3 separate regions of the Zea mays genome follow, and regions 1 and 2 are each linked to region 3. Evidence: chromatin contacts called from public Hi-C data. All regions are on one chromosome and are shown on one strand. Each heading gives the region's core, a stretch centred on a gene start, on an enhancer-like site or on the middle of the called end of the contact. The rest is flanking DNA. Distances are from core to core; before and after follow the strand shown.

Region 1 (3,114 bases), core at 335-2,834, 220 kb before region 3:
GGCAACGATGGCCTGTAGCGGCCTCATGCTTTTGGCCCGTCTGCCTAGCATCGATTTGTCTGCAAGCCTTTGAATTTGCGACGAAGTAAAGCTCTTTCGGGTTTGTTGCTTGCTTGTGGTGCGTCTTTGGCTCTCCTAGAGGGTGATCTGCAGTGGTGGAGTCAGAGCTGCTTCATTTTTGGTGCAACGAAGCTCAACAATGATGACATGCCACGATCACTTCTTGGGAGGCCAAGGCTTGTTGTGAGTTTGCGGTGGCATGACAGGGTCCTTGGCTGATGTTCACAGTGGGAAGCAAGAGCTTCTTATTGCTGCTTGTGGTAAGCTCGGCAATGATGACGTTTGGTGGGCTCCATTGGGTGTCCTTTATGTGTATGTGAGTTGCCAGGGTTTGTCATCTGGGTTGACGTGGTGAGTTTTTTCCTGGTTTTCCTTCAAACAAACAGCGTGCCTGTACAGTTTTCGGGCCTAATTCCCTTATAAACCTGATCAAGACCATTCTACTAATTGAAAGGCAAAGCTCCTGCCACTGGGTCAAAAAATGTATGAACCAAATTTGCATGTCAACAAAAATACAAAAATCACAGTCGACCAAACATAATAAAAACAAAATTTCATTTTGGAAGAGTGTAATAAAGGCTAAAGATGATTAAACCCAAAGTTTATCATGGAAACTGAAATCCCATAACTTATAATAGGAAAAACTATCAGTGAAATTGTGAGATGCCAATTGGCCAATAATACAAGAAGAGATAGAAAAACTCTTAATTCGTTCAACCAAGAGATGTAGTATTTTTTTATATCATGGAGACCAGGAGAACATATAAACGGACTTAAAAGAATATGAACCTTAACCATTGCCCTTTTTAGTGGCTAGAGTCTGGAGCTATTCTTTAAATAACCAAAGTAAAAAACCTTGTTTGAGGATCCTACCAATAGGTCTCTGGATTGCACTGATACTCTGACAAGAAGCAACTAGACAGACCTAACACCTAAATTAAGGGACCCCTGGAACAGATATCTCGGTTGAGACTAATTCTGCAAACTAAGGCTACCTAAGCAAACAAGTATGATAGTATAGTATGGCGAACCATTCCTAATCAACCACAAATCATGGCAGAAAACAACCATAAGTACGGACTTGAAGCGTTTCCGGCGGCAAGTAACTAATTAAACTACAAACCAAGATCAGGCCCGAAAGTCACTCCATCCATCTCAATCGGAAAAACGCGTCCTCATTGAAGGACAACCAGGACCGCCAATCTAGATTCAAGAGCAAGAAGGCAGAGCAGCAGACCGCATCTCTACATCACGAGAAGGTTACCCGAAATTGTTGGACAAGAGAGGGTTTTTCACTTCTTCCTCACCTGAGGCGAATAGGCAACGGGGAGGTTGGGCGTCAAGAACTAAGCTTTGCTTCCCCGCCGACAAGCGATCCCCCTCGAGGAATGAAACTGTTGGGGAGACGGAGAGGAGCGGGTGCAGTGTGGACGGATGACAACGTGAGGAGCGGGGCCGAGGTGGCGGTGGCCAGTGCCCAGTGGTGACTCGCTGGAGGAGTGGAGGTGGACTCCACCGGAGTAGGTGCCGAAATAGCGGAGATGCCGTTGTTTGAGGTCGATAATTTGTGGTTTCAGTTTCCACCCTCACACCCCGCTCTCTCTCTCAACCCCCTGGGCCCCCGCTTGTCGTCGCCTTCCCTCGCGCATCTGCTCGCTCTCTCTTCGGCGGGCCCCACCCACCAGCGGCTCCGCCCGTGCGCGTCCGCATCTGTCGCCCGTCAGTGACCATCAGCCCCACAACCGTCTCCAATGCCCCGCGCCTACGTCGCGCCCCGCGCGAAACCACCGCTCCGACCCCTTTGAAGTCTCTGTGCACACTCATTTCTCCCCCCGCCTCACTTCTCTCGTCCCAGCCGCACTCGCCCGAGCTACCCTTGCCCTCGCCCCGAGCTCGCCGGAGCCCCCACCGTCGAGCCGCTCGCGCCCTGGATTCCCCACGACGAGGTCACCCTGCCGTCCCTGATCGTGGTCCGCAACCGCCGCTCGGAGCTCCGCCCTGACCGAGCCTCACTCGAGGTAAACTCACCCACCAGACTTTCTTTTCTCTCTCTCTCCCGTTTTCTCTTCTCCGTCGTGTAGTTGCCGGTGGTGACCGGCGACAGCCTTGCTCCGTCATGCCTGGGTCCTTCGGTCGACCGCCACCACCCCACGTTCCCTAGAGCACCGCTGGATTTCCGCCGGATACTAACACCCCGTCCAATCCATGGACCGACGATACTTACTCCTGGTAGCTCTCTAGGATCATATATTATCCATACAGACCAACACATGTTTTTTATGCACATTTTGTTCTCACTCATGCCCACCCAAGAAAACTACTCAGTCGATCACTCATCCCAAATTTCTCTAAACCAATCATGCTTAACTTAGAGGTTTTTTCGAGATAGGCTTCCAAAAAAGAAGATGCACCTTATTGGTATGGATACTCTATTAATTCTATTAAGCCTTGGCCAGGATATCACCATCACAGGGGCCAGGATATCACAATCCACCCCCTTAGAAGACCGACGTCCTCGTGGAACCCCAATCTACGAACCTTCCCTCTTAGCCACATCTGTGTGTCTAGTGTCGTCACATGTTATGCCATGTGACCACTCGGGGCCCACATGCGCCATATACCCAAACCCCTAACCCACACACATCCGTGAAACCGCGAGGGTTGGCTCTAATACCACTTGCAACACAATGTCCAATCCCTGGACCGACAATACTTACTTCTAGCAGCTCTCTAGGATTATATATTGTCCCCATAGACCAACACGGGTCTTTTGTGTACACTTTGTCCTCAGTCATGCGCACCCGAGAAAACTTACCGGTCGGTCACTCATCCCAAATTGCTCTAAGCCAAACACGCTTAATTTGGAGGTTCTTTCGAGATAGGCTTCCAAAAAACAAGATGCACCTTATTAGTATGGATACACTATTAATTTTATTAAGCTTTGGGCCAGGATATCACCATCCCAGGGGCCAAGATATCACAGAGACCTTCCCCATTCTCATGCATGTGTGGCCGGAGGAGGAAGGTGACCCTCACAACTAGGCCCCGCCTGGC
Region 2 (3,155 bases), core at 122-2,621, 140 kb after region 3:
ATATCGTGAAAATATTTTTTCTTCATCCCTTCAATCTGTCCTTGTTTAACACTGGACTTTCCAAAAACAACATGGCTTGGCCTCCACGGCTGTTCTTCGGCATCTTCATTTCCACTCTCCACATCAAAGTTATCACTGTCGCTGGAATCTCTAGATAGCCCAGCCAACATCTCATTAGTGATTTTTTCAATGTTGGTCTTTTCCATTGCTTCGTAAAAACCAGCAGGTGTGGGGTCTACAATATGCTTTTCTCCAGCCATTTCGATGATGATCACAGAAAATACCGAAGCTCAAAAAATAATTGCGCTCACAAAAAAAGAAGGCTAAAATGACAATCATAGCACAAAATAGCTAGATGACACGAAAAATATTCACAGCGCAAACCTCTATATATATACTCAGATCTCCACTGGTCGGTGGGTCCCACGATTCAGAACAATTCGCTATTCTAGCGAAGGGAAGGTGTTTTTCGGACCTTCGGCTAAAGGTCCTCAAAAACACAACTAACCATTTGTTTTTAGTATAATATTGATTATTACAGGAGCTTCGTCATAAACAAAGATACATGATGAAAGTTGTTAGAGGTCTTCTCCTCCGATGAAGATACTATTTGACAGCTATACCAACGATTGCTGAAGTTACCATCGAAGATCAATAACTTTGGCTTAAAGTGATGACGAAGGTTAAAAAACATGGTGTGAGGTCAAGGAAGAAAAGACTAGTCAATCCCTGGTAGTTTATGTTATGATCATGTGTGCATATTAGGGTTATAAATGTAATTTTACCCGGGTTGTGTCCTATGCCTATAAATAGGTGAACAATATCACCGTACTGTTCACACTGGATTGTAACTACTCTCGCGTCAACACCTTCGAACAAACCGAAGATATCGATGTAATATAAATTATGTTAATGTTCATATGTATATTATGAAATACATATGTGTATGAATGAATAAATTACATTTATTATCTTTATGTACTCTTATTCTCATGAATGATGAAAGTGTGTCTTTTACGGACTTCGTCTGAAGATCATTATATCCAAAATAAAATAATGCTTCGGAGGACGAAAGTCCCTAATCTTTAACAATTGTATTGCCTTGTTCTTGATTCATAATATTTGAGAATAAGTGACCAACAAAATTTATCATTTTCGAATAACTGACAATTTCGATGCCATATTTCGACCGTTGGTTTTTCGTTTTAGTCCTGCTAGAAAAATGCGAAAACAAAATCAATTTAGCTGTTCTACCCGTAAGAGGGTGTTTGAATGCATTAGAGATAATTGTTAGTGGCTAAAATTAGTTGAGACATCGAAAGCCCCTAGCTATTTTTGATAAATTAGTTAATAGATAGATATCTATTTGTTTGCATTCAAATACCCATAATTCTCACGTAAACTGCAACGCCCTACAGCACAAAACTCAAATCGCAGTTCCCGTCCATCTGTCACCACCTCGCTCTCTACATTGCGGAACCCTATTCTCTCATCGCGCTCTCGCCTCACCGGCGCCGCCAATCCGCCGGCGAGCTAGGGCTTTCTGATCACTGGCCTCTCCAGTTTCCCGCCACCATGGGGGTCGACAGCGACGACGAGGATCTCGTCGTCTATGGGACGCCCATCGAGCGAGAGGAGGACACCTCCGCCCGCAAGCGCCGGGCCGTCGCCGAGGCTGGCCAACTCCGCGCCCTCCCTGCCTGGAAGCAGGAGGTCTTTCTCTCACCTCCCTCCTTCTTCTTCTCCACCTCCCAATCTCCCTATCCTGTATCTGTATCGTTGCGGTAGGACAGAATATGTGCTCTGTTACGGTGTTGGTATTGATGGATTCGAGATATACTAGGGCATGCAATTTCGTGAGTAGCAATGCAACAGGTGTTGCGTTTTTTTAATGTTTACGGTTTGTGGAGCAACTGGGGTGCATTTGGTTGTGACCAAGAGAGACTGCACATACTCTTCCATTTGGGGTTTGCTCACATGTCTGCTGCTATGTTTAGCTTTGGTGGCACATATTATAAATAGAGCTGTGCTAATTTTCTGCTTGTACCACTGGGGTTGGGGTGAAAGCAAGTTCGAGTTTTTTAGGGCAATCGGCTTTATGCCCAGTTTTGTTAGTTGGGCAATATGTCAACTAGGAAAATTCAGAGACAGAATAATGGTCCAAATTGTGAATTATATCTGCCTACTCCCTCCGTCCCAAATTATAAGTCGTTTTAGGTGCATAGAAAGCTATGCACCTAGAAAAGACAAAACCACTTATAGTTTGGGACGGGCGGAGTACTTCTCAAATGAGATGATTAATTCCATCATCCTGCAGAATACTGTCAATCCTGTTGTTTATCCTTGTGTATGCTTGTTAGTCAAACCATATTTCAGTAACTAATTCCTTGATTGTGAGTTACTGCTGATCTCATAATGGAATGGGTTTTCATGTAGTTCAGATGTGTTTTTTACTCAACTATTTCTCTATTAGTTTCTAGGTTACTTACGTGGATGCTATTTATCTGTCTGGACTTTGGATAGTGCAATGTTGGCTCAAAAGAAAAAAAGATAGACCTGGTGCTGAAGGCTCCGGGGTCTGGGAAAGGGATAAACAGAGGCAAGCCTTCTTCCCACAATTGCGGAGAGGCTGCTTTCAACACACGACTTAGTGGGACAGCTCTCACCACTGCACGAGACGTGTCCCTCTAAAACTACTAACTCACAAAATTATAAAATTTGTGATTTTGTAGCCATTGTGATCTTGTATTTGTATCAACAAATGGTTGATGCTGCATGTTTGCAGGGAATATGAGAATTCATTACAACATATCATTTATTTTTACTACTGAGTTATAGTATGGATTGACTTGTATCTTTTGTGAGTTACTTCTCTTTGTACTTGTTGAGCTTGTGCATTGTAGATTTGAACTGAAGTCATGTGGCATTTGATTTACTTCCAAGTTTTATTGTTGTTTTCATGTGGCGTATAGGTGAGGGATGAAGAAGGAAGAAGAAGATTTCATGGTGCATTTACTGGTGGATTCTCTGCTGGCTTTTACAACACTGTTGGCTCAAAAGAGGGTATGTTCTGTTGAAATTTTAATAATTATTATACTATGTCCATCTAGAAAATGATTCAATTCTAGCTCTACCCCTTGCCAAACTTTCTAAAG
Region 3 (2,867 bases), core at 100-2,599:
CTGCCTTCTCTCCTCACAATAACCTTATCATCGATCTCAAAATCCCTACTCTCTCTTCTACGATCAAATCCTCCTATATCCTCTGCATACCGACCAGCCCTCCTGACATTGGCCACATCATCAGAGTTAAAATTCCTCCTGTCTCTTATGCAGTTATATTCCCTGCCATCATCACAGTACCTTCTAGTTTCAACACTCCTTGTGTCAACTGCATCATTGGGTACAAAATTCCTCGTATCTCTCCCTTCCCATCCCTGCTTTCGCTGCCCCAAGTCAAGATCATCCTCATCATCATAGTACTCACTTCGCTGGCGCCGGTCAGAATCTCTGAAACTATGACGGCCCTCATTCAGATCTCTCCTCTCTCTACGCCGGCTACTGTACACATCCTCACCACTGTAATAGTTTTCTATGCCCTTCCTCCGACAGCAATCCATACAATGACCATCCCCATCATCAACATTACCATCTTCCCATCTCCTACTGAAATGCATCCCACCTACCTCCAATTGACCATAACCGCAATCCTCTTCTTCCTCCTCCGAATCAAGGCATTCCGTCGAAGACCTTCCGTACAGCCACTGGCCGCCCTCATACTCCCACACCTCCTGCCGCATCGCCCTCCCCACCAATCTCGGCACATCCCGCCGTACGCATCCAGCTCCAAGCAAGGTCCCATCCCCGGAACTGCCGCAGCGGCACTCAGGCGCTTTCAATCGCCGGCGGATCGCCCCAAGATCCGGCCTCCCAGCGCCACTCCCACAGCACCGGCACTTGTGCGCCTCAACATGACAACAGAGTTGTCCAGCCAGCTGTCTCCCACCACCGCCGTCGCGGCAACAGCCTATGGGTGCTCGCCGGCGGCAGCATCGGGATGCATACGGGCGCGGCGGCGGCGGCAGGAGCCGGAGCTGCGCGGAAAGAAGCAGGTAGGCCGAGTGGCGGAGCAGGCAGCCGTCGAACAAGAAGCGTGGGGCGAGGTACGGGCTCCGCGGGACGACCTTATTATGGTGGCGGTGCTCGTCGGCGTCGTCGCAATGGCAGAGGTGGGGAGGGGGGTGGTAGAAATAGGAGTAGGAGGAATGGGCGTGCAAGGATGGCTTCGCGGCCCTCAGCGCAAAGGCCGCGGCGGAGTAGGAGCTGTACATGACAGCGGGAAGAGAATTGGCAGCGGCCGGCGGCGCTGCCTTGTGCCTGTGGCTCCGGCTCCTCGTTTCGGGTGGGATGCAGCTGGAAGTGTGTGTTCGTGTTGGAAATCTGTGGGAATATATGGCAGGGATGGATTCATGGATGTCGATTTGCCTCGTGTCGGATCGTTGAAGGCCTGAAGCTCGACAGTCCGCCCAAATCACTACTGTTGGGTTGTTTTGTTATATCACGTTTATATCTGTCGGCGTTTCAAACCCGGGTGTCCCTAGACCGATGAGTAAATTGTCGCCGCGTACCCCAGCCCAGATAGGTCGACACGAGACGGAGCACGAAGGGGGAGGAAGCCGGAGGGAGACAGGCGTAAAGGGGGAAACCCGCGGCCTTCGTGTTTGTCCCGCGCCCAGGTCGGGTGCGCTTACAGTAGGGGGTTACAAGCGTCCACGCGGGAGGGAGCGAGCGGCTTACGTGAGCGCCGTCCCGTCCTTCCCCGCGCAGCCAACCCTCCGTAAGAGGGTCCTGGACCTTCCTTTTATAGGCGTAAGGAAAGGATCCAGGTGTACAATGGGGGGTGTAGCAGTGTGCTAACGTGTCTAGCGGAGGAGAGCTAGTGCCCTAAGTACATGCCATCGTGGCAGCCGGAGAGGTTTTGGCACCCGATTCGTGTGGTGTCGTGGCCGTCGGAGGAGCGCTGGAGCCTGGCGGAAGGACAGCTGTCGGGGCTGTCGAGTCCTTGCTGACGTCTCCTTGCTTCCGTAAGGGGGCTGAGAGCCGCCGTCGTCATAGAGCATGCGGGGCGCCATCATTACTTGTTTACCGGGACGAGCCAGATGGGACGTCGGTCTTGTTCCCCGTAGCCTGAGTTAGCTTGGGGTAGGGTAATGATGGCGCCTCCTGTGACGTGGTCGGTCCGAGCCCTGGGTTGGGCGAGGTGGAGGCCCCTCCGAGGTCGAGGTCGAGTCTGTCTTCCGAGGCCGAGGTCGAGTCCGAGCCCCTGGGTCGGGCGAGGTGGAGACCGTCGGCTGAGGCCAGGGCTGAGTCCGAGCCCTGGGGTCGGGCGATGCGGAGTTCGTCGTCTTCCGGGGCTGAGCCCGAGTCCGAGCCTTGGGGTCGGGCGAAGCGGAGTTCGTCGTCTTCCGGGGCTGAGCCCGAGTCCGAGCCCTGGGGTCGGCGAAGCGGAGTTCGTCGTCTTCCGGGGCTGAGCCCGAGTCCGAGCCCTGGGGTCGGGCGATGTGGAGTTTCCTATGGCGCCTGAGGTCGGACTTGGCTGCTGTCAGCCTCGCTCTGTCGAGTGGCATAGCAGTCGGAGCGGCGCAGGCGACGCTGTCCTCTTGTTAGGCCGGTCAGTGGAGCGGCGAAGTGACTGCGGTCACTTCGGCTCTGTCGACTGAAGGGCGCGCGTTAGGATAAGGTGTCAGGCCACCTTTGCATTAAATGTTTGCGTTAAATGCTCCTGCGATACGGTCGGTCGACGTGGCGACTTGGCCAAGGTTGCTTCTTGGCGAAGATTGGGCCTCGGGCGAGCCGAAGGTGCGCCCGTTGCTTGAGGGGGTCCTCGAGCGAGACGTGAATCCTCCGGGGTCGGCTGCCCTTGCCCGAGGCTGGGCTCGGGCGAGGCGAGATCGTGTCCCTTGAGTGGACCGAGCCTTGACTTAATTGTACCCATCAGGCCTTTGCAGCTTTGTGCTGATGGGGGTTACCAGCTGAGATTAGGAGTCTTG

The links. A called contact is a pair of places that touch in the nucleus more often than the background predicts.
Region 1: a Hi-C map of leaf shows a contact between it and region 3, with 5 times the contacts expected there. The contact joins the promoter of LOC100278162 here to the promoter of LOC103638369 in region 3. A contact is called at or near these places in 4 of 25 Hi-C or Micro-C datasets (ear, endosperm, leaf and 1 more) and 1 of 3 datasets of contacts at active chromatin or transcription factors (leaf).
Region 2: a contact with region 3 is called in a Hi-C map of endosperm, with 4 times the contacts expected there. The contact joins the promoter of LOC103638373 here to the promoter of LOC103638369 in region 3. A contact is called at or near these places in 6 of 25 Hi-C or Micro-C datasets (ear, endosperm, leaf and 2 more).

Annotation. Positions count from the first base shown.
Region 1 is chr9:51,026,454-51,029,567 of Zm-B73-REFERENCE-NAM-5.0, forward strand. LOC100278162 reads right to left here and starts at 1,585. Exons shown (of 3, transcript NM_001407753.1): 1 at 1,368-1,585.
Region 2 is chr9:51,384,738-51,387,892 of Zm-B73-REFERENCE-NAM-5.0, forward strand. It overlaps LOC103638373 (G patch domain-containing protein TGH homolog), which reads left to right and starts at 1,372. Exons shown (of 16, transcript XM_008661305.4): 1 at 1,372-1,713; 2 at 2,973-3,063. The coding sequence starts at 1,576.
Region 3 is chr9:51,242,669-51,245,535 of Zm-B73-REFERENCE-NAM-5.0, forward strand. It overlaps LOC103638369 (tRNA(adenine(34)) deaminase, chloroplastic), which reads right to left and starts at 1,350. Exons shown (of 4, transcript XM_008661302.3): 1 at 1-1,350. The coding sequence starts at 1,148.